Linked DNA regions of Mus musculus: region 2 is linked to region 1. A link is a contact called in public promoter capture Hi-C data. All regions are on one chromosome and are shown on one strand. The core of a region is the stretch at or near the end of the contact, and the rest is flanking DNA. Distances in the headings are between cores, read along the strand shown. Region 1 holds the start of Ahr (aryl-hydrocarbon receptor). Region 2 holds the start of Agmo (alkylglycerol monooxygenase).

Evidence for each region. Promoter capture Hi-C pulls out the DNA fragments that hold promoters and counts their contacts.
Region 2: a promoter capture Hi-C map of liver shows a contact between it and region 1, with 3 times the contacts expected there. The contact joins the promoter of Agmo here to the promoter of Ahr in region 1. A contact is called at or near these places in 3 of 39 promoter capture datasets (embryonic stem cells, hippocampal neurons and liver).

What each region holds. Positions count from the first base shown.
Region 1 is chr12:35,532,101-35,537,007 of GRCm38.p6, reverse strand. Ahr (aryl-hydrocarbon receptor) reads left to right here and starts at 2,019. Exons shown (of 11, transcript NM_013464.4): 1 at 2,019-2,446. The coding sequence starts at 2,385.
Region 2 is chr12:37,240,275-37,244,865 of GRCm38.p6, reverse strand. It overlaps Agmo (alkylglycerol monooxygenase), which reads right to left and starts at 3,227. Exons shown (of 13, transcript NM_178767.5): 1 at 2,699-3,227; 2 at 1,030-1,160. The coding sequence starts at 2,824.

The sequences.
Region 1 (4,907 bases), core at 770-3,269:
TCCAGGTTTTAGTCCTGGCAGTTCTTTTGCAGTACCCACAGGGCATCACCACACTCTCTTTTTTGTCCAATAGCAAACAGCTTCTCGATCACAGTTCCAGTTTCTACCTCACAGGTTGCCCCATTTACCATCTTTCCTTAGATGTCCTAAATCTATTTCAAACCTAAGAAGCATGAGGCCAGCTTTATAATTTCTTTCTGGTGATTCATGCCATTGTTACCCAGCTGGAAACATAGTTGAGAAAACTATCAATTTTAACTCTTAAATTTGTTTCTAATATTAGCACACAAAGCGATGGGCTTAATGAAATGTATGAATTACCATGCTCCCATTCTGCTGGACGCCCCCCCCCCATTCCTTCCCCCACTCCTGCTGCTCTGCTTGCTCCCACAGGATCCCCTCTTCTCCTTCTGTGTCATGTGTATTCTCCTGCCCTTTCTCTTCTCACCTCCAACCCAAGAGCTCCTTTTTCCACTCTCATGATCGCTTTCCTAGTTTCAACATGTGTAAAAATCAAAATCTAGAGCATACATCTAGAGAAAACATGGTATTTGCCTTCTGTGTCTGCCATGCTTAACACGGCAGCCTCCAGTTCCACTTGTTTACCTGCAAATGCCATGATTTCAGTTTTATTCAGAGTCCCATAAAATGCCATTGTGTAGACGCACTACATTTTATTTATCCATCCATAGGTTGATGTGAATCTAGTCTGGGTCCACTTCTCACTTGTTTTGAATGAAGGGCTATCAGGTATGTGCGCAGGAGAATAGCAGGTCATCTTGTGGATCTGTTTTTAATTTGTTGAGAAACTCTATACAGAGTTCCACAGTGGCTGGACCAGTTTACAACCACCCACAGTGATGCGGGTTCTTCTTCCTCCACAGCCTGGGCACCATTTGTTGTTCTTAGTTTTCTCGCTATCCTTTTCCTTGCTGTTGTGTATCCTCTCTTCTGATCTCTTTCTCAAATCTATAAAACACATCAGACTTCATCTCTATCTCTTCATGTCCAGCATCACCTACCTGACTCCCAAAATTCACTTCTCTGCCTCTATTCTTTGGTGGTTAACAGCGACCTTCCCTCTTCCTTTATCATCTCTGCTGTCTCTTTTCTCTCATCCCCATGGCTGTGCCATTGGTCTTGCAGCTGGTCGATTTCATCAATTTCCCAGCGATTCTCTCTTCCATCTGTTTTGTTCCTGAGTAACAGAATTTCCACCTTTTCCCACAGTGACTTTCCCAAGAAAGATGGAACATCATCTTCCAAATTACGCCTTTAAAAGCTCTCTGTTGTCTGCAGAATGAGACCCAATTTCTTCATTAAATCTTTATGATTTGTTCCTAGATTATCTTTTTTTTTTTTTTTCTTTTTCCTCCCATCAGCTCTACCGTACTACTAACAGAAACTCAGGTCTCTGGTCATAGTCTCAGTACCTACCCTCCAATTTCTCATGCTCTCAGCACTCCTGTGCTTCTTTCCTTCTCATCTTCCTGAAGTCTGATGGAGGAAACGATGTTTTATTGTCTTCTGTAGACATAAAATAAATGTGGGAGGGAAAAGGATTATAAAACTCGTAGCCTTCAAGACAACTAACTTTGCAGGGCATTTTTGAAGTTTTCCCCTTAGAATGCTCTCCAGTCGCAGTTATTTATCTACCAGCTCAATGTAAAATCTTTGTCAAAAATTAGATGACTCAACTCTAGGATGAGCTAAGCTCTTTGCCTGGTAAATCTTGATGTCTGGGTTACAAGGAATTTGCCTAGGCATAATGTGGCCTCACACCCCTTTTGAGGCTGGAAAACAGGTACTGGGCGAACACCACCCCACCCCCAGAACCTCGGACTGCAAGAAGTGTTGGGAGTCACTACGTCCTGCGTCATCACGTGCTGCGAAGAGGGTGGGGCCCTCCTGGGAACCGTGAGGGGCGGGGCCGAGCAGGTGGGGCGGGGCTGGAGCCCGGGGCGGAGCTGCGCGGGGTCGCGGCTGCGGAGGAGCGGGCTCGCGGCGGGCGGCAGCGTGTGTGTGCGCTCCCTTTGACGCTCGGTGCCCCACGCGTGTCCCGGAGAGGCTCAGCCCGGAGCGACCCGGAGGACGAACTGGTGGACGGACTCGGGGGTGGCTGCCAGGCAGGGTTGTGAGCGACGCCGCGGCACAGCGCGGGAGCCGGGAAGCCCTAGAGCACTGCGGCCCCTCCTGACCCTCGGGACCGGGCGCGGCTAGCGTGCGGGTTTCTCCTCCGCGGCCAGCTCGGGCAGCCCGAGTCTCCTCTGTCGCCCGCACCTGCGCGTCGCGGTCGTCCCGCCCTCGGCGGCGGCTCACCTGGGCGCAGCGCGGGCAGGGCGCCGCCTCCGGGACGCAGGTGGAGCGGGCAGGGCGCGGGCACCATGAGCAGCGGCGCCAACATCACCTATGCCAGCCGCAAGCGGCGCAAGCCGGTGCAGAAAACGTGAGTGACGGCGGGCAGGCGCGCTCCGAGGGTGCGGGAGGTCCCCACGCGTGCCGCCATCCAGGAGCTGAGTCTCAACCAATGCGTTAAAAAAAAAAAAATCCTGCTTTCAGGCACCTGCACCTTTACTGCTCAGCGACCTTCCCTGGCTGGTTCGTTGACAGCTCTGACCTACCTAGTGCCGCTCTAGCTTAGTTAGTTAAGCTTGCCTGGAAATCCTCCACTCTAGATCTCCGCTGCCGTGAGCTTTAGGGGACACGGAGGATAAGTAGACAGCTCACTGAGGTGAGATGTTGGGCAGAGCTAAACACGTGTTGTCTTGAAGGAGGGGACCTGTGCCTTTGAAGGAATGTCTTTCTGTTCTTAGCGCCTAGCTTTCTGTTTTGCTCTCTCATTTACTTCCTAGGCAGCAGTTCTGCAGGGCTCGGTGTAGGCGCAGAATTGATAGCAGGTTGGAGTGTGCAGTGGACAGGTGCCCTGGCAGCTTGGTGGCATTCTTAGCCACTCTTTGGTGCAGTTTTCTTCCTCCTTTTGGAGTGCTTTTGGGTCTGTAAAATTTTAAATCATTAAGAAGAGGAAAAAGAACTAGACTGACTTCTAAGTTATTTCTACTCTCTACCTGTAGTTCATTTCCCCTTGCTTTTTTTTTTTTTTTTTTTTTTTTTTTTTTTTTTTTTTTGCCAATTCTGACAGAGATTACAGGCTTTGGTCTTTATTTCCATGGGCTATTTGTATGAGATGGGAGATTTTTTTTCCCCCCTCAGAAAAGAGATTCATGATTGAGACAGGGTTCCATTTAGGAGTTGTCTGTATTGATGCATTCATTCATAATTACCTTGGAGTTTCCACATCTCACCATTTGTTATTTTTTTAAAAAAATAAATTATTTTAGGAACACTTTCAGGCAATCAGTAGTGTGTGTTTTGCTTGAAACATGACAGCTATCACCAAGTGAACCAAAAAAAGAAAACAAAAACAACAAAAAAACCAACTTAAGATTTATACACTGTTTACAAATAGTTACTAGCTTAGAAGTTGGGTTATTTGTGGATTTTAATTCCCCTTAAGAATTTCAACTGTCCTAGTTCCTCAAATCTTGACTTACAAATTAATATTGAGAGGAGATGTCCATGTGTAAATAGTTTGATCAGAATTTGGAAGTTTTATGGTTGGTACACTTTAAAGGACGCAAATGTCGTTGACTCAGCAGTTTTCTACCCCGGCAGTTCTTTGGACCCTGGCTTTCAGTGCTTTAGTATTTTGTAGGACGGTTTCTTTTTGTTAAAACATGTTTGCTCAATTTGACTTTGTTCCTGGCAGTTACAGTTTCCGAGGCTTTCAAGTGCTTGTTCCCTGTTTTCATTAATAGTAATACTAACTCAGTATGAGATGAAAAATCTCAGGTATTATGTACATGGGCATAAAACTTGGAGCTCCGCTTGAGTGTCTAAGTCTAAGTAACTGATTTTCCTTATGTTATTTAAGGACATAAACTGCTTTCTATACAAAGGTCACCATCTTAAATGTTATTCATTATAACGGCGAGTGCTCTTAGTTTCTAGTTAATATAGAGAGCTTCCTTTTTAACACGACAACACTTCCTTTTAGATTAAGTTACACCTTTTATTATATTGTCTCACTATTTGCATTTGATAATTTCGGACAACTAAACTGTTGTCCCCACGAACTTATATTTTATTTTATTTGGTCCTTGACTTCTGTTTATCAGATCTGTACTGAACACCTTTAATCAACTCTGAGCCTTCAAATGCCTTAAAGGTCACCAGCTTGCTTTGTCGAAGACTTTAGTGCTGGCACTTAGGTCCTTTAGTGAAAGTACTTACGTTGTCCCCCCTGAACAGAAAATAGTGAGCTGTATAATCACATAATCAAAGTTCACCCTTAACAACCAGGTCACCAAGCTTTAGTATGAGTCTTTAAGTTAAACTACTTAGCCTGTGTGCAATGAGGCCCCAAATACCTCAATTTCAGGAAAAAACACAAGTGTTGACTGTGCTTTCTAATTTAATTAACTTGTACCCTTTAAGGTATAGCTGTTTTATACGGAGCATACCCATTGTAATTCTAGTGTCGAAAAATGTCATATTTAAATATACAGTTCCGTGAAAATTTGGAGTAAAGTGGGTGACATGATTTTAACCCGAAGTTCTTTCAGTCTTCAAATGAGGATCTAGATGCAAAATAAGCCCCCTCTAGTGGCCGGTCCCACCATGACAGTTATCTGTAGAAGGAAATCAGTTTGAAATGTGTTCAATTCCATCCAAGGACAGTGTTTTGTATACACTACACTGTGAATAGCTGTTTCCTCCTTCTTCAGTGCAATGAAAGTTAGGAAATTAAGAGATCCTAAGCAGCCTTGCATCTAGCCCATATCCTCATCTTCAAAGGCAGAATGTCAAAGACCAACCTGGGAATAGAATCTTCTGGGATGTGTCTGTTT
Region 2 (4,591 bases), core at 1,978-4,477, 1.7 Mb before region 1:
TACCAGATATCATTTCTGGTACAAAAACGGGTTTGAACTAAAACCCTGATATAAGCAAAACTCTTGATTTCAGGACCCATGAAATTTTGGAGTTTGCTGACACAAAGAGAAGAACCTTCAACCCTACCTAAGATTGTTATGTGTCTGGAATGAGTACAGGAGTCAAGGCACCGACCACAGGTGCCCAACTCAGGCTTAGGAAACAGATGAGCTTTCCTGAAGTTATGCCTATTCGTAGAACTACAAAGGGACTGGAGGCAGCAACATTGATAGCTTTCCAAATCCAACAGAATGTGCCTCAGAGATGTGTCATGACAGGATAATGATGACAAAAGGATACACAACAAAAAAGAAGCTCAACCTCATGTGCACAGAATTTTACTTCAAGGCCAGGAAAATACAGCAGTAGGGTATAACTTCTGCCTGCTTCCTCTAATACAAACATTTGGGTACTAATGGTAATTGATCATATATTATACATTGAGAAATATCTGATTCCTAGAGAAATATTTGTGGAAATTTGTCTGGAACAAAGCTTAATTTCAAGTAGGAACCTGTAAAAAAACTCAGAGCAAGGTCTCCTGTAAGGCAGGTGAAATAGTCACTTTGGCTCATATACATATACATATACATATACATATACATATACATGTACATATACATGTACATATACATCATATATATATGCACACATATATGCATATACATATATATGCACATATATATACATATATACATACACATATACATACACACACACACACACACATATATATATATATATGTATGTATATATAACGATACAAAGGAAACTCAGAAATTAACACTAGGGATATTGAGCATTCTCTATTAAAAATTAAAAGTGAAAATTAAATGCTGAAAAAAGCAAGATAATTTTGAATAATAATAGGTCCTGAACTTTTAGAAATTTATAGGGAGATATGTAAAATATTCATTTGATATTCCCTCTGCTTTACACTGGGAAAGACTTGGATTTTTTTACCTTCTATTCTATACTATGCGACTCACCTTGGAAGCCGAGACACAACACCAGCTGATATAGATGTGAGAGCATCATCCAAACGACCTGATGGTTTCCCTTTGAGAATCCAGCTGATGACTAGTTCAAGCAGAATCAAGAAGATAAAAAATGGAGTCGCCTAGAAAGGAGATTACATAGAAGAGATGCTATTCTGATCCATATCAAGTCCTCTAAATTTTCTGATCAGTTCTCTGATATCTGGGAAGGCTACACCTTTCCAGAGTAACAACATTTACACTACTGGCTTATTTCCACGCCAATGAGCAAGAAAATTTACGCATTTTAGACATACTCTAAAGATTTGTCCATACCATGTAATTTGTAAAATGAAATAAAAGCATAAGTACAAATTTCACTATTATGTCAAGAAAATAAGTAAAATTAGGACAGAAATGCTCCAAGTTCAAGAAAATATATTTAAAATTATTTAATCACATAAAAACCTATCTTTTGACCCTGAACAAGTTTGAGTCACTCTAGGAGAATCCCTTCAAAATACCTTCAATTAGACTTTTTACAAATGAGGCAGTCTAGAACTACTTCTGAATATGACATGAAAGCGGTAGAAACAACATCTGAGACTCTTAGCAAATGTAATTTCCTAAAATTGTATCAGCACCAAATTTTCATTCTTTCAGCTTTGATTCTTGTGGTTTTATAATAATGAGTATGCAACTATCAATCACTGATTAGGTTTAAGCCTAAAATCTAAATAATAATTTAACATTAATATTATGTGTTATATGTCATACCTTATACATTATCTTATCTTATATCTTATGCCTTATATCATCTTATATATAATATTATATACCATATATCGTATATAATATATCTTATATCATATATGATATATAATATATTATATATTTTTAAATAATATAATTCTAAACAAGAATAATTTTTGAAGACAGGATTGGTGCATCTTTCTTCAATAAACAAAATGGCAATATCAAATCTCAAAATCATTATGAGCTTCAATTTTGTGAACCCTAATAATGAGGTGGAAGTTTTCTAACTGAGCTTTCAAGAACTTGCTCCATGATGTCATAGTTTCCCTATTTCTGGTCTGAACTAGTAAGTGTTGTAGGAACAACTTTGACAGGGTGGGGAACATTATTGCTCAGGCTCTAATTCTGGATATTTCCACTTCCAATCATGGCCAAGCAACAGAAGTAAAACGATAGGGGAAAAAAATGGTTCAAGTTCAAACTTCGGAAGTTGGAGTTTTACTGAGCCAGCCTGCATACCCTTTATTCTGCAGAACTACTCTTCCAAATCAAAGAGGAAATGCCGTCCTGGAGGTAGTAGAAAAGCTAAACATTTTCAAATAAATTTGTTACAATGTTTACTGATGTAGTATAACTATTTAACATTTCTTTCTAATAGCCAAATTTGCAATGCCACCATGTTAAAAAACTTTGAATTTCTTCTTATATTCTAGGGCGAAGAATAGGGAATTTGCAAGCAAAGATGTAGATATTGTACCGAAGTTTGATTCACTTGAATAATTTGTACTTTTGCTTTATGACTGTAAGAAATTGGATTTTTATGAGGCTGTAATAATTTGAAGTAGAAAATTGAACAAATCTTAGGGATATGTTGAGTTTATATAGTAATAAAAAAGCAAAAAAGCCTCTTCCAAGACAGGCTCACCTTTTTTACGTAATCAGGCACCTCTTCAACAGTTTGGAAGGCAGTTTCACTGGGCTCCATCATGTAAAACATCGCTCGCATACCCTGAGAAACTGAAACATTGTCTTGGGCTCCTGGGCTCCTCATTTCTGTTCCTGTCTGATTTCCAGCTGGAGATATTTGTGGTTCTGTGGCAGAAGTGCAAGACTGAACAAAGAAAAGGAACAGTGTAGCACAGAGCGAGCCTTGTCAGAGAAGAGCTGAGAACAAAGATCCACAGAGACCTCAGCCAACAGCAGAGTTTGTGTGCAAAGGCACAGAACACTAGCAGCAAGAGTAGGTTCACAGTTCAGTGGAAGATTCCCCAGGAAGAGGAAGTGGGGGAACAAGGAAGACGTACAGAAACAAGCAAACAATGCAGTTTGCCTGTTGCTTAAGTAACTAATCAACAACTGAAACGAGAAGTAAAGAAAAACAAATAAAGCTTACGTAACTGTGCCTTTGAAAATGAAAGAGGTAACCCAGCAAACAAACCAGTTTTTGAACAAGTGAAAGTTCACTCTGATAAAGTGGTGGAAGTCCAAAACTCAGATCACATGAGCAAAATGACATTTTCTCTAAAAGGCACAATGCCTTTGAATTTGTTGTTTCTTCACAGAATCCTATCTGAGAAGCAATGGGCAGTCTGTGTAATAATTAGTTGCCTCTCTGCAGTCGAGCCTGGTTTCTTTCCCTCTATGCATTTCTTTCTACTCAGCAACTGAACTTCTGGACATTCTGCAAACCAGTTCAGAGTCACTCGGTTTATTGCATAATCTAGCTGTTCAGTGGAAACTTACATGTCTCTATCCTTTTTGTCCTTATTGGGACTCCCTAAGAAACTGTTCAGGGATTGTCATGAGACCTCCCCTGTGCCTTACAAAATGAGTTAAAGTCACTGAACTCTTTTGGAGGACTAGAAGGCACTTGATTGCAATGTCAGGGAATGTGTGGTCCTTTCGTGAATACTCTGACATTAGTCAGAGTGAACTTTAGTCAATATGATTACTATGGAATATTATGGTTATATTGAAAGGAGTGTTGTGTGAAACCTGATATCACTTTTCATGTTGCTGTAACAAAACGTCTGACACAGCAACGTAAGGAAAAAATATGGGTTGACTTTGGATCACAGTTTAATAAATAAATAAAATACAGCCCATCCTGGAGGGACAGCCATGGTAGGGAAAATATAAAATGGATGGTAATATTTTGTTTGCAGTCAGGATACAGAGAAAATCAAGAATCCTGACATTAAGCTGGCTTCCTCTTGTATTGCTTCTTAACTAAATCAGAGACCCATATCATGAGATAGTACCATCCAGACTCATTGTGAGTCTTTATTAGCAAAATCTGAGGGTGCTTCTGCAGGTGTTAGGCAAGGAGATGAACTATGAAGTGATGAGAATAGGAACTGGGTTCAGGTTAGCTTCGTCAGACTTCTCTTTGTCAGAGAAGCCTGATGCCAGGCAACTTAGCTTCAATATATTTAAATGAAATATAATCCTCTGTGCACAAGGAGGTAACAATTACATCAAAACTTAACTCAAGCTACATATCATTTATTCCAAGAAGGTAGGACGTAGAGATAGGCTACCTATACTAGTTTAAGTGCCTAAGGAAGGATCTCCCGTAGATACAAATAACATAGAGATCATTTGGGTAGTTGTCATCTCTGTTCTCAATTGTGGGAGTTTCAGGGAGTGTCTGGCTATATAGATAATGTGAGTGTCATTTATACTATTAGCTCTCTCTGTTCCTGGGTTGTGGGAGCTTGAGGAAGCCAATGGCTTTATGTGTAACGTAAGGAACATTTGAATTACTAGCCGGCTTCATTCTTGATTGTGAGAGCTTGATATGGCTGGTCCAACATAT